Linked DNA regions of Zea mays: all the other regions are linked to region 3. The links are chromatin contacts, called in public Hi-C maps. All regions are on one chromosome and are shown on one strand. The core of a region is the stretch at or near the end of the contact, and the rest is flanking DNA. Distances in the headings are between cores, read along the strand shown.

Region 1 (2,956 bases), core at 419-2,918, 470 kb before region 3:
ATGACCGTGCAAAACACTAATTTATACTATAGATTATACTATTTACAGAGTGGAGTTTGAAATAATAGACGAGGATAAATAAGTTGTGGGAGATAGCCCTATAGATAATATGAAGACCAAACAAAAAAATTAGACAGAAACTTTTACCTCTTTGTCGGGGATGAGATCCTCGGTCCCTATGGCCCATCGGTCAAAGAGCGCACTAGGGAAAGGCCTCTAGCAACTGGGCCCTGCTGGTTAGCCGGAGGAGATAGGAACGACTACCCTGAGACACCCACCCCCGGACGAACCTCGCGGCACTGAGCCCAAGGTCGGGTGTGGTGGAACCTGACAGGGGGCTGGGCGCGTCGAAGCGAAACTACTCGAGTGGATGTTGTGCCTGGCCCGAGACCGACTCGTCATAAGTGACCGACTACATTAACTACGCCTGGCGATGAGTCGTGGCAGAGGCACCGGCCCACTTCCCACTCATGACTGACGAACCCCTCAGACTGCGACACATTTATTGCCCATGCACTCTAGGCCTACGACGCACTCATGGTCTATCGGGACTAGGCTTGAGTGTGCAGAACGCTGGCAGGGCGCTATGATGCCCGCGCCACCCGCCATAGAGAATACATGACAATCGGACGACCACGAGACCAACGAGCACGCGTGGCTTCACCATGGTAGAACGTTTGGTTTACCACTGGTGCCCGACCCCTTCCTCGACCTATAAAAGGAAGAGGTTAGTCCCCGGACCAAAGGATCTCGGGCAGACAGATGCACGCACAAGGACGGACCTAGACGAGAAGACGCCCAGAAGGACCGACGAATAGGAGTACGCACCGACGATAACCCAGAGACCGGAGCCCCGCCATCAAGCCAAGACTTAGCTAGGACTCCACTCTGTCACCCTTAGCTCCACCTCTACCATGATAAGAGACTTGGGAAACTCTCCTCCCTCTCTCGCCCGCTTGTAACTCCTACTACGTGCTTTGATCTTCAATGGTGTCGGTTAGCGCAAGCCGCCGATGACTGGAAGTAGAAACATCCTGTCCGAACCAATATAAATCTTACGTCCACCGTGTATACCGTCCGAACACCGGAACACACACAATCAGTGGCGGTCCCAGCTGCTACGCTTAGGATGTGCCGAAAAAATATCAAAAAAAAAAAAGAAACAAAAAATAGTTATCAATAAGACTCGAACCTTGACTCACAATATCAAAAAATAATACTTACACCACTATGTTAACTACCCTTATATGATTTTAGGGTGTGCCGTTCATTATATGGACCATCCACTAGGTCCACCATGCATATAATAAATTACTTGTCGGAGAGATGTTTGAAACATCCACCGTCTTCAAAATTGAGCGTAGATACTGTACCTGCAGAGCATCGTGACATTGCTTGCCACTTAAGTAAAAAAAAAGAACAAAGCTCCTTTAGTTTTGCTAAAAGGGAAACCTGAGAGATCCGCCCGAAATTGGAAGAGGACAAAACAGAGACGGAGGAACAGACAAAGCTAGCGTCACCGTCAAAGTAGAGAGGAGCCCCATTAGTCATTACCACGAATCATTTTTTTGTGGCTTTGTGAGTGGTCGGTACTCGGTAGCTAAGATCATCTTTTGTGCTAATCTTGCACTAATCACCATCATAGTTTGAGCATTTCACTATCTCATCAGCCATCGACCACCACGCCGTGTCAGTTCTTCAAAAAAGCTTCTCCTAGACCCCTAGCCCACTCTCTCCCTCTTCATGCAGTCGTGTTGCAGTGCATCATCAGCCTTTGTTCAGTCATGACCACGAGACGAGAGACAGCACCACACGCAGACGCAGAGGCAGGTCCTTTCACATGCCCACGACGCACAGCCTTTACCACCGCTGCTCTGCTCCCCTCAAAGCCAAGGCCAGTAGAAACCAGCCCAGCTTGCTCTCTCTGCTCTTCCCCCTCACACTTCTCCCTCGCTCATCACTCATAGTCACACAGTCACACTACAGAGCCCAGAGCCCTAGTGTCCTCCCCTCCCCTCCCCATGGCCCCTCACCGCCTCCTCCAGCTTCTACTGCTCCTCGCCGCCGCCATGACCACCGCCCGGTCCCAGACCCAGTCACCAGCCGCCGCGCCATCCACCTCACCCTCCTCTACCGCCGCCGCCGCCCCAAGCCCCTCATCCTCCTCCTCCCCGCCGCCCTCCAAGGACACCCACATCTCCACCTCGCCCGCCGCGTCCCCGTCCTCGTCCCACGCCGGCGCCAAGCTCACCTCCCCGGCCGCCTCCCCCGCGCCCACCCACTCCCCGACCCCACCGACGCCACCGCCGTCTCCGCCCACCCCAGCCCCCACCAGCTCCTCGCCGCCGCCCGCATTGCCGCCCCCGGCCGCGGCGCCGGCGCCGGCGCCCGTGGGCGCGAGCGCCCCTCCGCCCGCCGCGTCCTCCCCGCCGGTCCCAGCGCCGACGCTCGCCCCCGCGCCGTCGTCGTCCCCTCCGGCCCCGGCGCCCGTCCTCGCGGCGCCCGCGCCCGCGCCCAGCAAGAAGCCGACGCCGACGAAGAAGAAGCACGCGCCAGCACCGCTCGCGGCCGCGTCCCCGGCCACCGGCACCGGCACCGGCGTGGGCCTCGCCCCCGGCCCTGGCCCCTCCACCGCCGACATGATGGTACGTGACCCACTGGCACTGCGCTCCACCTCTCTCCGTACCACGTACTGTAGTAGCTAGAGCAGAGCAGCCGGGGCAGGCTAGCCGCACTACGCTTGCATTGCACACGTGTTGGGACCGCAGCCGTCGGGTATTCCGAACCCAGGCGCATTTGATCCCACCACCACTACCGGGCAGGCGGGCACAGTCGCACAGGCAAGCATGCAGGCAGTCAGTGAGTCAGGCACCGGCCAGCGGGCGCGGAGACCGAGGCACTCGCGCTGCTGACGCGCGGGACCCCGCGCGTCAGCGAGAGGCAGGCATGCGTGTCG
Region 2 (2,826 bases), core at 239-2,738, 380 kb before region 3:
TGGAGCAGTCAGAAGCTGCGTCCGCGGGCGCGGCTCGCCCGTCTTCTGCTTCCTGTACCGCGGAGGCCGCCGGTTTGGGGAACACAGGGATGGGTTCACGTTCACCGGGCTGGAACTGGAACTGGAAGCAGCTGGTTTGACCGCCGCCCGAAGAGGCGTCAACGACGGGGCGAGCGAGTCCTCCAGCTCCAGCCCAGAGTGTCTGCAGCGGCCATGTCTTGTGCCTGCAAGCAACGGACGAGAGCACACACAGCAAGCGTAGATGTAGATTGATGAGCGTGTTGCCAGATTTAATTACGTGCAGCTAATAAGAGTTTGGTTAACGCACGAGGACCTTCGTCCCGCCGCCAGGACCAGGTCCACGCTGCCGAGCCTCTGAAGGAGCCGTTCCCTGGCCTGCTGCACGGCGTCGGGAAGCCGGCCGTGGTCCGACCCCGACGTGCTGCGGTGGTGAAGCCCTGCGCTGGAGGCCGTGTGAAGAAGCCCTGCTGCCTTTCCGACTGGCCCCGGAGGCTTGGCTGCAGCAGCGTGATCCCTTTGGTGCCCTGGAACATCATGCTCCTGTGCAGCTAGATTCAGTAGCTAAACTACTGCCAAGCTTTGTTCGCAAATGTAGATGAATTGAAGGGAACACATCAACACACACACATGATAACACAAATTTGCCCATTCAAGTTTATACCAATTGTACAAGCCCACATCGTTTTTACACTCTCTTTTCTTTTGACTAATATTTTGAGAGGCTGCAATCATCCATGCCAGGGATTCATCCATGCTTTCTAACTTAGGATATCCTCTGTTTTTTTTTTTTGCCTGCTAGGTTCGCTACAATAATACTCTGCCTAGTTCGAGATGGACTATGAGCTAACTTCTCATTCAAGCGGTGCCGAATATTCCAGGACGCTGGTGGACTCCTCGATGCTCCTGAAGAACGAGGAGGCTAGGCCTAGGCCTTCATCGAAACCGAATTACTGATGGACTCCTCAACCATAAGGGTGTACAGTACAGTACACTAGACATCTGCATCCATCGGCAGCTCTGCTCCACCAAGAAAACACCAACCTTTTTTCTCCGTTACGGATACGATCTGCAGTCTGCTGGAAGACCGGAGTTTTGGAATCAAGAAGAAAACCCTCCGGTTTCTTCACTCGGGGAAAACGCAAAAGGCCGCGGCTTTAATTTACTTATTTATTTATGTAAGCAAACAAAACGGCAGGAGGTGAGAGGGAACGGAACGGCAGCGTGTTGTTGGGTACTCGGTCAGTACTCACCGGCTTCTGGTGAGAGGAGGAGAGGGAGCCGCTGCGGCGGCGGCGGCGGGGGCGGCGGGGGTCGGGAGGCTCGGGACCCGGGTCGTCAGGCGGCGCCGGCGCGGGGCGGCGCTGGAAGTAGACGAGCTTGGAGGCGATCGGCATGCAGGAGGGGCAGCTGAGAGCTGAGAGGGGAGAGGAGCCTAGCCGTGGCGAACTGTTACAGCTCCACCCCAGCTGCTTTCTTTCTCTCAGCTCTCAGCTCATATAGTGGCGTCGTCGGTCAGTGCTGAATTGCCTTTCTTGGTGTACTCCTTCGCGATGGGGGTTATTCAGGGGGTCAATCTTGTCGCTAATCTTGTTCGTAGAAAGCGACAGATATTTCGTGTCTGTTTTCTTTCCGTGCGCTGCAAGTGCGAGGTCAGACGGGAGAACTGTAGACGCGTGGAGGTGGACGGGAGAAAGGCAAATCCAGGGCGTCCAGCACATATTATGCAAATGGAACTGGCAAGAGCAACGTCATCAGTTACAGTTAGGCTTATTAAGCTGACGGTTACTTCAGGAGTTAATGCTACCCTCCTCTTTTTGCGCTTTTACTCCATCGGTGCTTTTGCTTGAAAAACACACACTCTCCGCATCGTACTCGCTCTCTCCCTCCAAAATTAAAATCCTTTTTTACCGTTTTAGTATATTTGTCTATATCCCTTATCACCCATACAAATGGAGACATAAAAATTTAGAGCTAAAACGACTTCTAGTTTAGAGCGGAGGGAGTACAATAGTATATGTCGAAGAGGAAATCTTCGGCCGGGTGGCGGAATGCACCCGCCCTAAATCCTAAGATGAGGAGGGACCTAAGCGTTTTGCTTGTCTGCTAAGCGATGAACGAATCATAAGAACACACAACAGTTTAGAGTGGTTCGGGCCGCCGGAGCATAATACCCTACTCCACTGTGTGATGTATTGAGCTCGGGAGCTTGTATGAACTTGTGAGCCTGAGATGGATCTAAGTGTGTCTGAGTCTTGTAACGTTGCGTGCCTCCCCTTTTATAGCTAAAGGGGGGCATGTACAAGGGTGCTGAGCCCCGACATGCGGGCCCAGGGACATAACAGATGTAACACTTGAAGCAACTAATGCTGGTCGCCAGTGCAATCTTCTTGTGCCCTGATATCTGCGGTCTACGTAGCATTGGCGTGCAGCGGAAGTTTCCCTAGCAACGTACGAGTGATGATGAGCACAGTGCACCTCGCAATACGGGCGTACTGCCTGCCAACGAAATTGACAGGCACGCCGCCTGCGGGACGGTCTGGTCGTCGCCTGCCAGCAGAGTGGACAGGGCACATTTAATGCTGAGGCGGCACATCGCTTGTCAGTGGAGTAGACAGGGTGCATTTAATGTTGAGGCGGCACATCACCTGCCAGTTTGACAGGCGACACGCCTCACCCGCAATAAATGCGCGCGGCCCAGAGGCCTTACGTCCGGCTCCGCCCGTTGGCTTACGTCACAGGCAGCTGGCCACGTGGCAGCATCGGGTCTCCGCCTGAGCGGGGAGCAGAGACGTACGCAATATGGTT
Region 3 (3,028 bases), core at 97-2,596:
TCCATATTTTATATATGTCCTCTCTATCCTGCTCTCGACCAGCTAGTCTCCTCTCTCTAGATTCTGCAGTCAAGCTTCCAATCTACAAGCCTCTCCACTATCCTCATCCCCTTATCTCACTAGGGATGTGGGGGTTGGTCTAGCGCAAGGGCACAAGCGAGAAAGAGGATAGGTAGAGCTATCGGCGTGAGGGTATGAGGGCACGATGGAGATCCCCACCGAGCAACGATGTCTTCGCATCACTTGGCGAGGCGGGTGAAGACCTAGCTCCCGAATTATCGAAATAGTGACTCGACGAGGTGGGCAGCAACCTAGCCCCCGAGCTATCGAAGTAGTGACTCGATGAGGCGGGCAACAGCCTAGGCCCCAAGCTGTCAAAGTAGTGACTCGGCAAGGCCGGTGAGGCGGGCAGCAGCCCAGCCCCCGAGCTGTCAAAGTAGTGACTCGATGGGGCAGGTAGTGGTCTAGCCCCGAGCCATCGGAGTGGTCGGCGAGCTTGATGTTTGATCATGTAACTTTGAGCATTGAACTTTGAAGATCCTTTTATGACTTACTTATGACCTGCATGTAGTTAAGGATATTTTTATGGCATGAAAAAAATGTAGGAAAATTGCTATGCAAGAAGGAGATTTGTTTGAGTTATGACGTAATAATTGAGTATGTGCTGTGGAGGCACAGCGAGAGTGTGTAACGCTGTTTATGAGAGCGAGAATTGTGTCTACACAAGTTTACTATTGTGTTTGGGGAAAAAATAAATATGAAAAAAGAAATATGGGTTAAAGGTTAATTGGATTGTTGCTGTTACATCTATCTTGATCAGACAACTAAAGTATCTTAGATAGATGAAGAATTACGAGGCCGAAGCACTGGTCCTCTCGTCAGGGAGGCGCTAGGGCCCAGGCTGGTGGCCAGGTAGCCTCGAGCCCACGGGGAACGTTGCCAGCTGGGAAAAAAATTTGGTGCAGCACTGCTGCAAACCAGAGTGGTTTGCAGCCTCTCACAAAAAGGTGGATGGACCCCACCTGCAGATCCACCAGATAACATTTTTGTTGCTGCGGGTGGGGTCTATCCTCTTTTTTGTGAGAAGCTGCAAACACTCTGATTTGCAGCAGTGCTGCACCAAATTTTTTTCCGCCAGCTGCTCTGCTCCTGTTCGTGCTCGGCCGGACTGCTCGTGCGCCGGCGACCGGGCGAGGCGTACGGGCTCCTACCGCCCGCTGGGCCACGTGGGCTCCCAAAAGGCCAAAGTGGCAGGACATTGTGGTGGCCCGCGCCTCGGATTTTCGGAAATATTTTTTCGCTAGCCGTCCCGCCTAATCACACACTGGCACACATTGACAGACCACCGTCAGGGCTGTCAGATGCTCTCGGTCCCCTCCCCCCCCCCCCCCCCCCCCCCCCACCACACACAAAATTTTAATCCCAGGGGCCGCGAAGGAAAAGAAAAAAAAACTGGTCCCCTCCGCCCTCCGCCGTACCACCGCGCCTCCGCATTTCGCATCAAGCCAGAGCGGGGGCAGAGGCGCCTCTCCCGCCGGAGACCCGAGCGAGAACCGCCGCTTCCCCCTCCTTCTCCTCATTTTGAAATCGCGTTTTGGCGGCCTATCTCCTCCGCACCGCGCACCATCTCTCCTCCGCTGCAACGCTACTTAACCGCCTCGATTTGCTCCCCATTTCCCCGTCCAGCCTAGATAGACCTGAGCCGAAACCCTAGGACCCCGCGCCTCCGCTTCCGCTTCCCCCTCTCCCGCAGCTGACGAGGCCGACGATGGGGGACAAGGAGAACGCACCTCCCTTGGGGGCCCGGGGCGCGGCGGCGCCCCGGCTCACGCGGGCCGCGGCCAAGCGAGCTGCGGCGGCGGCGGCGGCGGCGGAGGGTCCGGGCGACGCCAAGCGGCGGCGGGTGGCGCTCGGGGAGCTCCCGGCGCTCGCCAACAACGCCGGCCTCCGCGCGCCGTCCTGCCCCGTCAAGCCCTCGAAGCCTGCGTCCAGGCCCGGGAGGCACGCGAGGAATGTTGCGCCGGAGGCCCGCGGGCCCTCCTCCGCCCACGAGGCCGAGCGCTGCGCGTCCTCCCCGCCGCGCACCGCCGACGCCGACGCCGAGTCTAACTCCGTCTCCAACCCCGCGCCGCGCGCCACCGCCTACGCCGACTCCTGCGCTTCCTCCTCGCCGCCGCGCGCCGCCGCCGCCGGGGCGCCCGCCGACCCCCAGCTCTGCGGGTCCTACGCCTCCGACATCTACACCTACCTCCGCTCCCTGGAGGTACTCAGCTCCGTTCTTCTCCAACCCCTGGCATCTCCGCGGATTCGACATCTGCGCCGATCTGACGCTGGCTTGCTACGGATTTGGGGCTGCGGGTGCAGGTGGAGCCGCAGCGGCGGTCCAGACCCGATTACATCGAGGCGGTGCAGGCGGACGTTACGGCGCACATGCGCGGCATCCTCGTCGACTGGCTGGTCGAGGTCGCCGAGGAGTATAAGCTCGTCGCCGACACCCTGTACCTCGCCATCTCCTATGTGGATCGCTTCCTCTCCGTCAATGCGCTCGGCCGCGACAAGCTGCAGCTCCTTGGCGTCGCCTCCATGCTCATTGCTGCGTAAGTGCCACTTGCCATCCGCATTGTGTCATTTGCTTCTAATTCTAGGGCATTGCACAATTGGGGATTGATTTGGGTCCGGCGCTCACAGGAAGTATGAGGAGATCAGCCCGCCGCACCCGGAGGACTTTTGCTACATCACAGACAACACCTACACCAAAGAGGAGCTCCTCAAGATGGAGAGCGATATACTCAAGCTTCTCAAGTTCGAGTTGGGCAATCCTACCATTAAGACCTTCCTGAGGTGGCACGCTCACTGACCCACAAGTTCATAATTTCATGTAATTGCTTATTTCCATTTGACAGTGTTGGCTAATGGGTTATCTGCTACCACATATCTCTTTTGTTTTGCTGATTTCAGGCGGTTCACAAGATCTGCCCATGAAGACAAGAAGGTTGCTAACCCATTCTTATTTATGGTATCCAATTCT

Evidence for each region. A called contact is a pair of places that touch in the nucleus more often than the background predicts.
Region 1: a Hi-C map of bundle sheath shows a contact between it and region 3, with 3 times the contacts expected there. The contact joins the promoter of LOC103640486 here to the promoter of LOC100280674 in region 3. A contact is called at or near these places in 2 of 25 Hi-C or Micro-C datasets (bundle sheath and tassel).
Region 2: a Hi-C map of ear shows a contact between it and region 3, with 3 times the contacts expected there. The contact joins the promoter of LOC100192938 here to the promoter of LOC100280674 in region 3. A contact is called at or near these places in 3 of 25 Hi-C or Micro-C datasets (ear, endosperm and tassel).

What each region holds. Positions count from the first base shown.
Region 1 is chr1:164,945,548-164,948,503 of Zm-B73-REFERENCE-NAM-5.0, forward strand. It overlaps LOC103640486 (vegetative cell wall protein gp1), which reads left to right and starts at 1,669. Exons shown (of 2, transcript XM_008663091.4): 1 at 1,669-2,645. The coding sequence starts at 2,022.
Region 2 is chr1:165,031,064-165,033,889 of Zm-B73-REFERENCE-NAM-5.0, forward strand. It overlaps LOC100192938 (putative RING zinc finger domain superfamily protein), which reads right to left and starts at 1,489. Exons shown (of 3, transcript NM_001138119.2): 1 at 1,272-1,489; 2 at 335-561; 3 at 1-224. The coding sequence starts at 1,415.
Region 3 is chr1:165,416,114-165,419,141 of Zm-B73-REFERENCE-NAM-5.0, forward strand. It overlaps LOC100280674 (cyclin-A2), which reads left to right and starts at 1,347. Exons shown (of 7, transcript NM_001408116.1): 1 at 1,347-2,263; 2 at 2,365-2,597; 3 at 2,689-2,841; 4 at 2,959-3,016. The coding sequence starts at 1,769.